Linked DNA regions of Mus musculus: regions 2, 3 and 4 are each linked to region 1. A link is a contact called in public Hi-C and promoter capture Hi-C data. All regions are on one chromosome and are shown on one strand. Each heading gives the region's core, a stretch centred on a gene start, on an enhancer-like site or on the middle of the called end of the contact. The rest is flanking DNA. Distances are from core to core; before and after follow the strand shown.

The links. Promoter capture Hi-C pulls out the DNA fragments that hold promoters and counts their contacts. Hi-C and Micro-C count contacts between places; a contact is called where the count stands out from the background.
Region 2: a contact with region 1 is called in a Hi-C map of bone marrow-derived macrophages, with 6 times the contacts expected there. The contact joins two enhancer-like sites. A contact is called at or near these places in 10 of 39 promoter capture datasets (the 3T3-L1 cell line, 3T3-L1-derived adipocytes, the C10 cell line and 5 more), 2 of 15 datasets of contacts at CTCF or cohesin (the NIH/3T3 cell line and pro-B cells), 21 of 484 Hi-C or Micro-C datasets (3T3-L1-derived adipocytes, B cells, the C10 cell line and 15 more) and 3 of 115 datasets of contacts at active chromatin or transcription factors (bone marrow-derived macrophages, fibro-adipogenic progenitors and large pre-B cells).
Region 3: a contact with region 1 is called in a promoter capture Hi-C map of 3T3-L1-derived adipocytes, with 4 times the contacts expected there. The contact joins two enhancer-like sites. A contact is called at or near these places in 9 of 39 promoter capture datasets (the 3T3-L1 cell line, 3T3-L1-derived adipocytes, the C10 cell line and 5 more), 12 of 484 Hi-C or Micro-C datasets (B cells, bone marrow-derived DN2 thymocytes, bone marrow-derived dendritic cells and 7 more) and 3 of 115 datasets of contacts at active chromatin or transcription factors (bone marrow-derived macrophages, fibro-adipogenic progenitors and large pre-B cells).
Region 4: a contact with region 1 is called in a Hi-C map of cortical neurons. The contact joins two enhancer-like sites. A contact is called at or near these places in 4 of 484 Hi-C or Micro-C datasets (cerebral cortex, cortical neurons and embryonic stem cells) and 1 of 115 datasets of contacts at active chromatin or transcription factors (large pre-B cells).

Annotation. Positions count from the first base shown.
Region 1 is chr16:25,262,617-25,265,362 of GRCm38.p6, forward strand. No RefSeq gene overlaps it. Among named protein-coding and RNA genes, the nearest start is that of Tprg, 23 kb to the right of the region's middle. Within about 2 kb of position 1,330, at least 86 of the 459 cell types and tissues checked have an H3K27ac peak or open chromatin away from gene starts, as enhancers often do. A contact at or near this core is called in 3T3-L1-derived adipocytes, bone marrow-derived macrophages and cortical neurons, where this site is marked.
Region 2 is chr16:24,821,393-24,824,138 of GRCm38.p6, forward strand. All of the region lies in intron 8 of Lpp (LIM domain containing preferred translocation partner in lipoma), which reads left to right. Among named protein-coding and RNA genes, the nearest start is that of Mir28a, 5.1 kb to the right of the region's middle. Within about 2 kb of position 1,314, at least 6 of the 459 cell types and tissues checked have an H3K27ac peak or open chromatin away from gene starts, as enhancers often do. A contact at or near this core is called in bone marrow-derived macrophages, where this site is marked.
Region 3 is chr16:24,872,976-24,875,721 of GRCm38.p6, forward strand. The region is part of intron 9 of Lpp (LIM domain containing preferred translocation partner in lipoma); the gene reads left to right. Among named protein-coding and RNA genes, the nearest start is that of Gm22672, 9.8 kb to the right of the region's middle. Within about 2 kb of position 1,381, at least 17 of the 459 cell types and tissues checked have an H3K27ac peak or open chromatin away from gene starts, as enhancers often do. A contact at or near this core is called in 3T3-L1-derived adipocytes, where this site is marked.
Region 4 is chr16:24,989,980-24,992,725 of GRCm38.p6, forward strand. It overlaps Lpp (LIM domain containing preferred translocation partner in lipoma), which reads left to right. Exons shown (of 13, transcript NM_178665.5): 13 at 1-2,599. Among named protein-coding and RNA genes, the nearest start is that of Gm52245, 50 kb to the left of the region's middle. Within about 2 kb of position 1,337, at least 23 of the 459 cell types and tissues checked have an H3K27ac peak or open chromatin away from gene starts, as enhancers often do. A contact at or near this core is called in cortical neurons, where this site is marked.

The DNA.
Region 1 (2,746 bases), core at 80-2,579:
GCTGTGATAGAGGAACGAGGAAGGGAAACTCTTGGCCCTTTTACTTTAGGGCTGAGAGGACTTTTGCGTGCCTCTAGAGCTGTTCGGTTGGCTTGGGCATCACTTCAGAGTCCCTTGGTTTCTGGGGCACTTCAGAGACCAGCAAACACAAAGAAGTCAGGGATTCTGGTTCTAGGCTGCTTCAAAGTTCAAGCTTAGGGCTGTCTCACTGTGCTCAACAACTAAGCTGGCAAGTCCTCAGGGAAGACACTAGCTTCACAGTATTACACATGCGCAGGGAATTGCTGGTGATTTTCACGAAAGCCTGGGATTGTTATCAATGGTAGGGTCCATCAGTGGAACGTTTATGACTTCTGTCTATCTATACCCAGAAGAATATTATTTGGTCATTAAGACTTGTTGACTTCTTAACTTTGCAGTATTGTGAATGAGTCTGGAGGGCATAGCTAAGGGAAACAAGACAGGCCCAGAAAGACAAATACCACAGGGATGACCTCACCCGTTTGAGAAATCAAAACAAGCTGATGTCATACGTGTAGACTGGGAAAGTGGTAATCAGACAGTGCAGAGAGGAGGCGAAGGAAGGGAGAGTCTGGCCTATGCCTAACTGGGTAAAAGGAAGACGGTCTGTCTGTCACTATAAGCACAACTGTATAACTATGGTGAGTATTGCTCTGTGTATTTCCAAACACCTTCCACAAGAGAAGAATTTAAGTGTTCTCACAATAAAAGATTATAAATGGCTGAGGTAATTTAGATATGATAAAATACCATACTGATTATTACACAAAATGTTCTTTTTTATTTTTAATTTTTATTTATTTATATTTTTCAAAATATTCTTATATCTAACGCCTATTGTGCCTAAAAATATGTATACCTATTACATGTCAAGCAAAAATACAATAACAACGTTTAGAAAAAAATGTCAGCACTGGATATTTGTCTGACATTTGTCAGTTGCTCGGGTCTGACAGATGGATGTGGGCAGGAAGCTCTGGGACCTCAACAGACGCTGACCATCAGTGGGTGTTGGTGACCATTCCTCCCAGTTCCTGAGAAGACGGTCACCTTGTCCTTGTGAAGATCAAACTGAAATATCTATGTTCCTGCATCATGGAATACAGTTGAGCCTAAGGGACAGAGTTGTCAGGAAAGGGAGAATACAATGGCCACCTGTTATTCTTATTCGGGGGTGTGGGAATCCGACTAGCCAGTCAAAGGTTTCTTTCTGTCTTCAGAGACACGTTTGTCTGCAAGGGCAGAGATGAAAGGCACTTGTTACAAACCCTTCTTCTCCCTCATGCTGGGAGAGAGACAAAATGTCCACCTACTGCCATCTGGTGGTCATAGTTTGCACTGCAGCTTGAGTTAGCCTCTTCACTTAGAAAAGGGTCCGCTATATAGAAAAGCAACAATGAATAAACATGGTTTCTGGCCTTGAGGAACAATCAGTCCAGTAGACTTAATTGGCATGCTAGCATTTAAAGTAAAATGTGCAAGGTGTTATCAAGACGTAGCATGGGGAAGAATACCTTTGAGTTGAGTCTTGAAGCATCCTTTGTCACTTTGTCACTTTGACAAAAAGGAGGAGGCTTGTTCTACATACAGAGCACACCCCTTTGCTAGGTTAGCACCCGACTTGTTGATAAGGGATATGGGAAAGAAGGGACAGGAACGAACTGAGACAAAGGTAGGATCAGACCCCAGGATCCTTGAAATGCCTAACCAAGGAGACAGGTCTGCTCTAGAGCATTAAGCCAGAATATAATGGGGTCAGAGTTTGCTGATAAAAGGCAGACCTCCATTGTCTGCACATAAGCTTTCCAAGTATTCATCAGTGGAAGTCATTATTTGAAATACATAGAAACATCATGGTTATGACTGAAGACAGAGTTTGTAGGTCAAAAGTCATTTCAACACCATGTCCCACATGATTGGTGCATGCCAACACTTTTTGACAGGCCAAATGGCTCAATAGAGCCACATTTAATAACCCCTGCTGCAGGAGAGGTTCTAACCTAATATGATCAACACCTTTGTGGTTTTAGAGCCCACTGTACTGTCCAGCCTACAGTAGGCTACTTATAAATCAGGTCTGAGATAGTAGTCCCCTGTTCTAGACCTGTTCTAAACATTTAGTTTCATGGTCATCCCAATTTTATTGGTCAGTTTCCAAACAGGACCTAGATCCCTCATCCCTAGCTTCTAGTTTTATTTTGTGAGAGAAAGGTTGGTATTAGCCATCTCTCTAGTCTCTACTAAGCATCTTTTGTCTGCCACCCCATGTATCAACCCACATTAGGTGTCTCCAACCTACTTGTCATCCCCAACCCACAGATTGCCTGATGCAGTTATGAGAAGCATCACCTCACATCTCACAGCGGCATTCGGTCTACGAACCACACTTTATACTCAAACTTCACTTTGTACTCAAGAACTTTCCGCTATATGGCTGCAGGACCCCGATTTGTGACAGAGTGCGGCTGGCTGCATGGCATTGCCTTCGGTGAGAAATTTCAGACCAATAATTGACCAAGCGTGAGTGGCCTCCTGATGGGCAAAGACGATTCCATTCCCCAATGCCATTTCTGGTGCCAACCGCAGATTCCCACCCACCAAGCAGTATTTCCTGTGATTCGCCCTCTTGTTCCTTGTCTTTACTCACGCTTTGCCCACTCTATCTGCACGGCAGGGTCAGTTTGCTCTCACTCTCCCACATAACTTCGCTGTTTCAAGGCTGTGT
Region 2 (2,746 bases), core at 64-2,563, 440 kb before region 1:
TCACTGACTTCTGGGAATTTTCTATATTAATAGCAATGCATGAACTATCTCACGAGGAAAAATTGCTTCCAAATTTAAATGCGTGATGCATATGCAGGAAATCACTGACTTTTCAATCCAAGGGTAATGCGGTTGGTGTGACTTTCAGGGAATAGGGCTTTCTTTTACCCACTCTTCCTGATGGGCATGTGTCAGTGCACACAAATGCATACCATACATCCCTCACTTCACACTTTCCGAGGCTTCTTAATTCCTCCTCAGGTTCTCCATGCTCTGGTGTCTTTTATAGCTTCTGCTGGACCAGGCACCCACATGACATTTGTTATTGGGATGTCAGCAAGTGTAAAGACTGTGGGAAGAGAGAAAGCTGACCCATCTAATGTAGACGAGAGCCTGGTACTAGTAGAAGTTTGCTTCCGTCCTGATTGTAGCTCATGGCAGGAAGCAGAGTAAAGCCTTTATTGATGACTAAGTTGTATTGAATATTACAGCATGTCACTAATCGCCACGAGACCCTAATGGAATACCATTCTTACTGAGATGGGAGCCAAGGTTCAGCACTGGAGAGAGGTGACACAAACACCACAGCCAGGGAAGGGCGGCCTTAAGCCCTGTGCCTAGAACACACGAACCCTTACACTGAAATTGGCCGCATAGTGTAGGTGTTTGCACAGTCACTTTCTCTTCTTGGGAAACTATCTCTTGTGTTCTTTAACACATCTTTGTAAATGAGAAAAAGGCACACAGTGCCCTGAGATCACAGTAAAATACAAGGGAACTATATTCATTTCCCATATTCCCATATTCAGACAGACAGACAGACACACACACACAATTGAAAAATCTTTAAAAGGATTGCTGTGGGGAACAAATGATGTCCTACGTGGCTCAGCAGTTGAGATCTCACTGCTCTTGAAGGAGATGTGAGTTGGTTCCTAGCACCCAGGGTTGATAGCTCATAACTGCCAGAACTGCATTCCCAAGGAGATCTGACGCCCTCTACTGGATTTTATGAGCACCTGCACTCATAGATCCCTCCTGACCAGAGTCTGTCTCCTTGCCCATCTCCCTGTCTCTGTCTTTCATAGGGAATGTTAAAATAATCTGATAAAATACAAGAGAAAAGTAACATTAGCTTTTAATCTAAAGTGCATGTGGGTAGGGTGAGTCACTGAAAATTGTACAAAAGAGATCTTAAGTTCTGTAGGATGTTTCAAAGTCTGTGGAAATGCAGTGAGTAGCCCAGGAACTCTGTAAAAGCCTATTTTGGTGCTCGGGGTAGACAGATGGTAATAAGGTAATGGGATGTCTAGTCTATGCAGATTCACAAGTCTGGTTCTGCATTTGACCATGAGTCAGGCCTTGGACATGGTTTCTCCATGTAGACTTATTTCTTTCTCTTTTCGTTTCTCATAAATGGCTACGAAGACTTGCTGGAAGCTGTGTGTGGTTCTTTTTACTGAAATTATCATTTGGGGAAACACTTGTTCTCTAAGACTTACTGAACTCCACCCCACAAAGCATGCCCCCTACTCAGATGTCATCTCCTGTACATCATTTGGAAGATGGATTATTGGGGTTTCCCACCAGTCCCCAGCTCAGTTTCTATTTCCAAATTCCGGCTGCCAGTTCCATACTTGGTTAAGATCCTGCTTCTGCCTGGTATCCTAGGGAAACAGTTTGTAAGGGCTGCTGTGTCCATCTGCCTTCCTGCCTGAGTTTTTGACTATACACCCTGATTATTTCCTAATCTAGAAGTGAATCACAAGACTGCAAATGCAGGGAACAGCCTTGAAATATGTTCAGAGTGTGAATACTTACAGAGTTAGGCCTGAGAGTGTAGAGCAAGACACTTGCATTTGTGACTCTACTTATGTATATATTTATAGGCACTTTGATAAAGCCAATGTAAGTGCATACATAGTTGGGCTGTGTATCAAGAAATCTTAATTTTTAAATGCAGAGACATTACAATTACAGTGTGAACATGGACCTGGAAACCTCCCTGCACACCATTCCCAGTCAGCTGTGACATTGTTCAAGGGACCCTTGGCTTGAAGTTGTCAAGATAAGATAAGTTGGTTAGCTTCAGGCTGTATCTCTTCATCTACAAGAAGCCCATCCTCCACTTGTCATGGGAATTTTGAGCCTTTGTCCTAGAATTTTTTTTTTGACCAAACTAACTTGTTAAATAATATATTCTACAGTCTTGGTTTTATACTCCTAGATACATAGGTATTATACCATCAGAATCATAATTTGGGGTGTAGTGGTGAATGTCTGAAATCCCACACAGCAGGATCCAGAGGTCAGGAACATTATGAGTTACAAAACAGGACTATATCACAAAAGCAAACAATGTAGAGTAATATAAGCAGTATCCTAGACAGATTTGATTTTTATATCAATAAACAGTCTTCTACCAGATAAATCTGTATACTTTTCAAGCTTTGAAAAGTTTGAACCTTACTCCTAAATTTCCATCCAGCACACTTAATATGAACAGCAGGTTATTAAAAATTTACCTATTTGGCTTGTAAAACTTTGGAGCCTAGTTGCTAAATTCACCATTGGACATTGTTGGAAGTCAAAGATGAGCAGAAAAGAAGAAAGCATAGGTTTTGACATTTTTGAGCACACTAACCTTGTCCTTGTAGTTATTCTAGCCAGTACAATGCTAAGTAAGATCCAGAAGATGTAGTGAGTAGGTGAGCTGGGCCTCTCACTGGAAGCTTGTGAATAAAAA
Region 3 (2,746 bases), core at 131-2,630, 390 kb before region 1:
AGAGCAACAAATGCTATTAATCACTGAGACATCTCTCCAGCCCCAAAGGTGTTTTTCATTTTGTTATTTTTCATCTGTTTGAAACAGGGTTTCACTGTGTAGCCCTTGCTGGTCTAGAATTCACTGTGAAGATCAGGTTGGCCTCAAGCTCATGGAGATCCAACTGGCTTTGCCTCCCAATTACTGGAACTAAAGACATTTGTCACCACAACCTGCCAAGTTTGAAACTTTTACACGTCTGTGCCAGTCTACAGTCTACCCTGTGCCTCAGTTATGGTGCCTTACAGTAAACCTTGCTTTCAAACCGTTTACATCCTTCAGCAAGTTGAATATAGTGGTACGTGTCTCAGCCACTGTAGAGGCTATGGCAACAATGTTACAAGGTCAGTTCCACCCTGAGCAACACAGCATCTCCCTGTCCCACTTTCTTTTTTTGTGTAGATAGAGGATGAGAGCAAAATATCCACCTCTGTTATTGTCAAAATTGGTTGGACTGTTCTGCATCCTTTTGCATTCTAGAAGTGGCTTGTCAATTCATATTGATAAAGCCCGCAGGATTACTCATAATTCAAATGAGAAGCATTGACTCCTTAAAAGGACTTCCAAACCATGAACATGATGTATCTGTTCCTTGATGTAAGTGTTCTTTCATTTTGCTCGGTGACTTTTTTTTAATTTTAAACTATAGAAGTCTTATGTATATTTTGGATCAAAAGCTAGAAATAAAAGCCAAAATTATAAAGTTTTTATGAAAAAAAACACTCCCAAGAAAGTTCTTATGAAATTAGGGCAGTCAAAGATTTAATGTAGGATATACCCAAATAAATCTATTGAAAGATAAATTCAATTTCATCAACATTCTAAAAGCGTGTAAGTCCAGGACATGGAAACTCTTGACAAGAGAACTAAAATTTACATCCATACCAGCCAGGGCTTGAAACAAGACCCTGTCCTCAAAAAACGAAAAGCAGAAAAATCTAAAACTTGTTCTCAGAAGAAACCATTGAAATGTGAAACACCAAGCCATGCATCCAAAATGATATGTGTCCAGTATACAGAGAGCAGGTTTCTAACTCAATCAAAACAAAAAACAAAAGGAGGCAAAAGGTTTAAACAGATGCTTTTCTGGGAAAAATCATCAACTAAAAATATGCTTGGTATCTGTGGTCCCCAAGAAGAGACTTCCTAAAGTGTCCCCTTACTTGAGTTAGGAACAAATTCAAATTGAAGAGATTCGAGGCTCTGCCACGTCCCAGGCGCGAACTGGGATGTGAAATGGCTGAGATTCTCCTGAACTGCTGAGAACAGGATCGTACAATGGATACTTTTAAAAGATCTTAGCAGTGTCTTTAAAAATTAAACACACAGTAAACATAACCAAGCTTTTCTCCAACATGTTCGCCTAAAGCAAACAAAACCCCTGTTTTCACACAGACTTGAACATAGAGGTTGATGTCAACTTTATTTGTAGTAGTCAAAATTGGCAGTGGCCCAAGACTCCATCTGTAGGTGAAAGGACAAATTGCATCATCGTCACACAGTAAAATGGACACATAGGGAAATAAGCTGGTAAAATGTGAAAGACTGACTTGCTGAGGGTAGGGAGGAATGCCAAGAGAAAGACATGGGTGATAGTTCTGGCTTGGTCATGGTGTTAACTATAGCTTTTACATTTATTAAAAATAATCAAAACATTTACGTAAAATGGCCTTGGTTATTACATTTACAGAATATCCAAAAGTATAGTATGGCTTAGCAACTAAGAAGACTTGTTCCTCTTTGAACCAAGACATGGTTCCTAATACCCACACTAGTATTCACAGCCTCCTAATTCCAGTTCCAGGGGATCCAATACCCTCTTTTGGCTTCCGGGACACCTGCATGTACACAGTACACACACATGCAAGAAGGCACACATGCAGACACAGAAATAAAATTTTAAATTTTAGTATATGGAAATAAACACCATGAAGTACATTTCTATATTTTTTTTCCCGTTAGACTGAAGCATGCTTAAGTGAGGGTTAGTGAACCATACATACTGCAGAGTTTCCTCATTTCTGCACACCTTTTTTGGGCTTCTTTAGAAACAATAAGAACTTAAAGGCTGTTTATGCTTTTCCCCCTTAATATTTAAAGTTTGTGTGCACGTGCCTGATTGAACCTTATTTACCTAAGTAAAATATCCTGATGAAACTTTCCCAGTGCGGTCTACTTAGATTTTAAGAATCTGACCCATTCTTTCCCTCCCTCCCTTCCTTCCTTCCTTCCTTCCTTCCTTCCCTCCCTCCCTCCCTCCCTTCGTTTCTTCTTCTTCTTCTTCTTCTTCTTCTTCTTCTTCTTCCTCTTCCTCTTCCTCTTCCTCCTCCTCCTCTTCTTCTTCTTCTTCTTCTTCTTCTTCTTCTTCTTCTTCTTCTTCTTCTTCTTCTTCTTCTCTTCTTCTTCTTCTTCTTCTTCTTCTTCTTCTTCTTCTTCTTCTTCTTCTTCTTCTTCTTCTTCTTCTCCTCTTCCTCCTCCTCCTTCTCTCTGTCTCTGTCTCTCATTTCACTCTTTTGATCATCATGGACAGATTTGGGGTGAAATGTAGTGCTTCTAGTGACTCTGGCAGGGAGCATCAGTTGGTTATGTCCTGTAAAAGGCATACGGCTAAAGAAGCTTTTGAATGGAAATGGAGTCCCTGTTCTTCTTTTTTCTGTGTCAGCTTTGATTTGATTAGGTCTGAAAAGGGGAAACTATTCAGATACAC
Region 4 (2,746 bases), core at 87-2,586, 270 kb before region 1:
TTTACTCCCTTCCAGAAAATATGTCAAGGAGAAAATAGAATTATAGATGGCACATGACTGTCTGGCTCTTGTCTTAAGAATGCTGTGTGGAATTATGTGCCTTACGCAAAACCTGAAACTTAGAAGCCAAGTTTTGTGCAGCGGAAGGGAGCACTGAGCTCTGTGGTGGCTCCGCGAAGTGACTTAGCCTGGGTTTTGCATTGCCTTGTCTGGATCTATGCCTTTATCGTTACTTAACAGATTTGGGGCTTTTCTTTCTTTACCGCTAAGCATGGGCATGTGTGCAATTATGAGGTGAACTTTCTAAGTAGTAAGCCCTTGCCACAAAGTAGACGTTACACAAAGGCACAGAGCCCAGGGATAGTAATCTTGCCTGAGCTGCTCGCACAGGCTTCTTATTCCATGGCTTTGTCGCAGGCTTTTCTCTTTCTGTGCCATCACCTTTGAGAAACATGATTGCACCTTCTCCAACTCTGCCTTTTTAACAGCTTCAGTTGAGTTGGCAAGACTTTCCCAGCTCTGAATATAGCCATTTCCCGACTCCGGCCTCTGCGAGACTGATTTCAAATCTGTGATCTTCTGTTCAGCGTACACATCAGCAAAGTGAGAAGTTGGGTGCTAAATATAGGCTCTATTAACTTTACTTTTAGATGTGCTGCCTTCAAAGAGTGCCTATTCTGAGCAACGTAAACGTTATTCCTACATATGTATGTACACACGGTACCCGGACTCACACTGTTCGGGCTTCACAAACACCATCAGCAGGGGTAGGTGCTGAGATAAGGAAGCATCGCCAAATTGAAGAGGGTGGCTCATTTCCAATCTCCCCTTCAGTGGCTACCATGAAATGGGCTAAAACAAGAGTCTCCTGCACTTCCTGCTGACACAGCCACTTTGCATTTATATCCCAGGAATAGTGGCAAATTGCTGAGGAACCCGTATTTCATGGAAATAATACAATCATGAACATTTCATCAGGAGAGGGAAAGGCAATTAATATGTGTCATGTGTGTTTTAAAAACTAAGTATTGCTAAGTTTTGAGTGTCAGCAGGTTTCTTTTATCTTACAGGCTAACATAGAGAAAACTAACGTCTTGGCTATAGGGAGTGTAAGCTCAGGGGGCCAGGCATCCCTGCCAGCTCCTTGAAGCATTTTTACTCCAGCTCCTAAGAATACCAGTCCATGCTATTTGAGGGCTTTTGTTCCTGGAGCTCTCTCTGTCAGCGACAGGAACTCTAGGTATTTTTGAGGAGGCAGCAGCATAGCCTGGGAGGGTGAGTGGTTACCCAGCAGTCGTGCTCGGAGGTGAGCCAGGTAGATGTGCTGAGGTACATGGAGATACCGTATGATCGTACAAGGGTTGAACGGAGGACATGATTCCAAAAAAGATTGTTCTCAATGTGTCGTCTGACTCAACCAGCTGGCAGATTACACTTGCCAAGTCGCTTCCTTTCCTTCTAAGTCATTTGGCTCCATATTCCCTTGAATATGCCTGTGAGGAAAGTAAGATGTGTCGCCCCATCCACTTAGCCTTCCTGAAAGGACATTAGTGATGCCCTAGTGGTCACCAAGCTACCATGAAATGCCACCACTCCTACTCAGTTGTACCAAATGCAAGTAGAGGGGACAAACTGTGGGAGACAGATTTAGTGCCATCGTGGTTGTCTGCCACTCTGCCCAGTATGATCCCAGCAACCCACGAGATCTGAAGGAACAGGACTGGTGAGTAGCTTTAGGGCTATGGCCGTACTTCTTTAGGAACGTCATGATTGGAGTCAGGTTGATTTTTTTTTTTTCTTTTTAGAGGTGGGCAGTACTTTTTCCCATTTCTCCTGTTACCTATCTTTTGATCTCTATCTAATCTCAACACTAATAATTTTCTGCTGTTGACCTGATCAGATTTCAGTGCTAGAAAAGAATTCTAAAATCTCTTGTGTGCTGTCCTCAAGTCTTTGGGATACACAGGTACTCCTCCTTGGGAACAAACAAACTGAGACAGACACAGTGTGGCCTTGCTCTGAGTTTCAGTCTGGTGACTTGTGGCCATGAGAGAGAGCTTGATATGAAAGCTAAGTCATGTTTAATGGGACAGGGTAAGGACAGGAGAGAAAAGCTGTTAGGCTTTCCCTGTGCTAAACCTATCTCCTGGGAGCAGGCACTTCCTCCTAGCTAGCCACCATCACAGCCTCACCAGCAGCAGCCTCAAGACTCAGTAACATTTCCAACTTAGGAAAAGCTACACAGACGCATAGAGGATATGACATTGTTCATCTGCATGATCCTGACAGAGCCTTGGTATTTTCACAGTGTAAGCAAATTGCATATCTTTGCTGTCTCATAAACCATCGCTGACATCCCCACGGGAGCACACATAATCCTTTCTGAAAATCAGAAGTTGTGTTACAAGAAAGTGGTTTGGGTAATTTCTTTTGTATTTACACATTATTCAATTATATTAAAACATGATTTTATTTACATTCTATCAGTTTTGATTGTGTTTCCCCAGTGCTCAATGAGAATAAATATGAAAATCACAGTTTTTTCTGTAAAAGAATTACTTTATATTTAAAAATCCAATAAACTTCTCATTCCACTTAACTTGCCTCTGTGTGGAATTCTTTCGGAGTCAGATGATCTCTGTTTCCTTTTAAGCCCAGTTACTGTGATTCATTTTTTCACCAGTTGCTTTCCATATGGTCCTCTGAGACTGGGAATGCCTCTCAGAGCGAGTTATGCTGCAAGAAC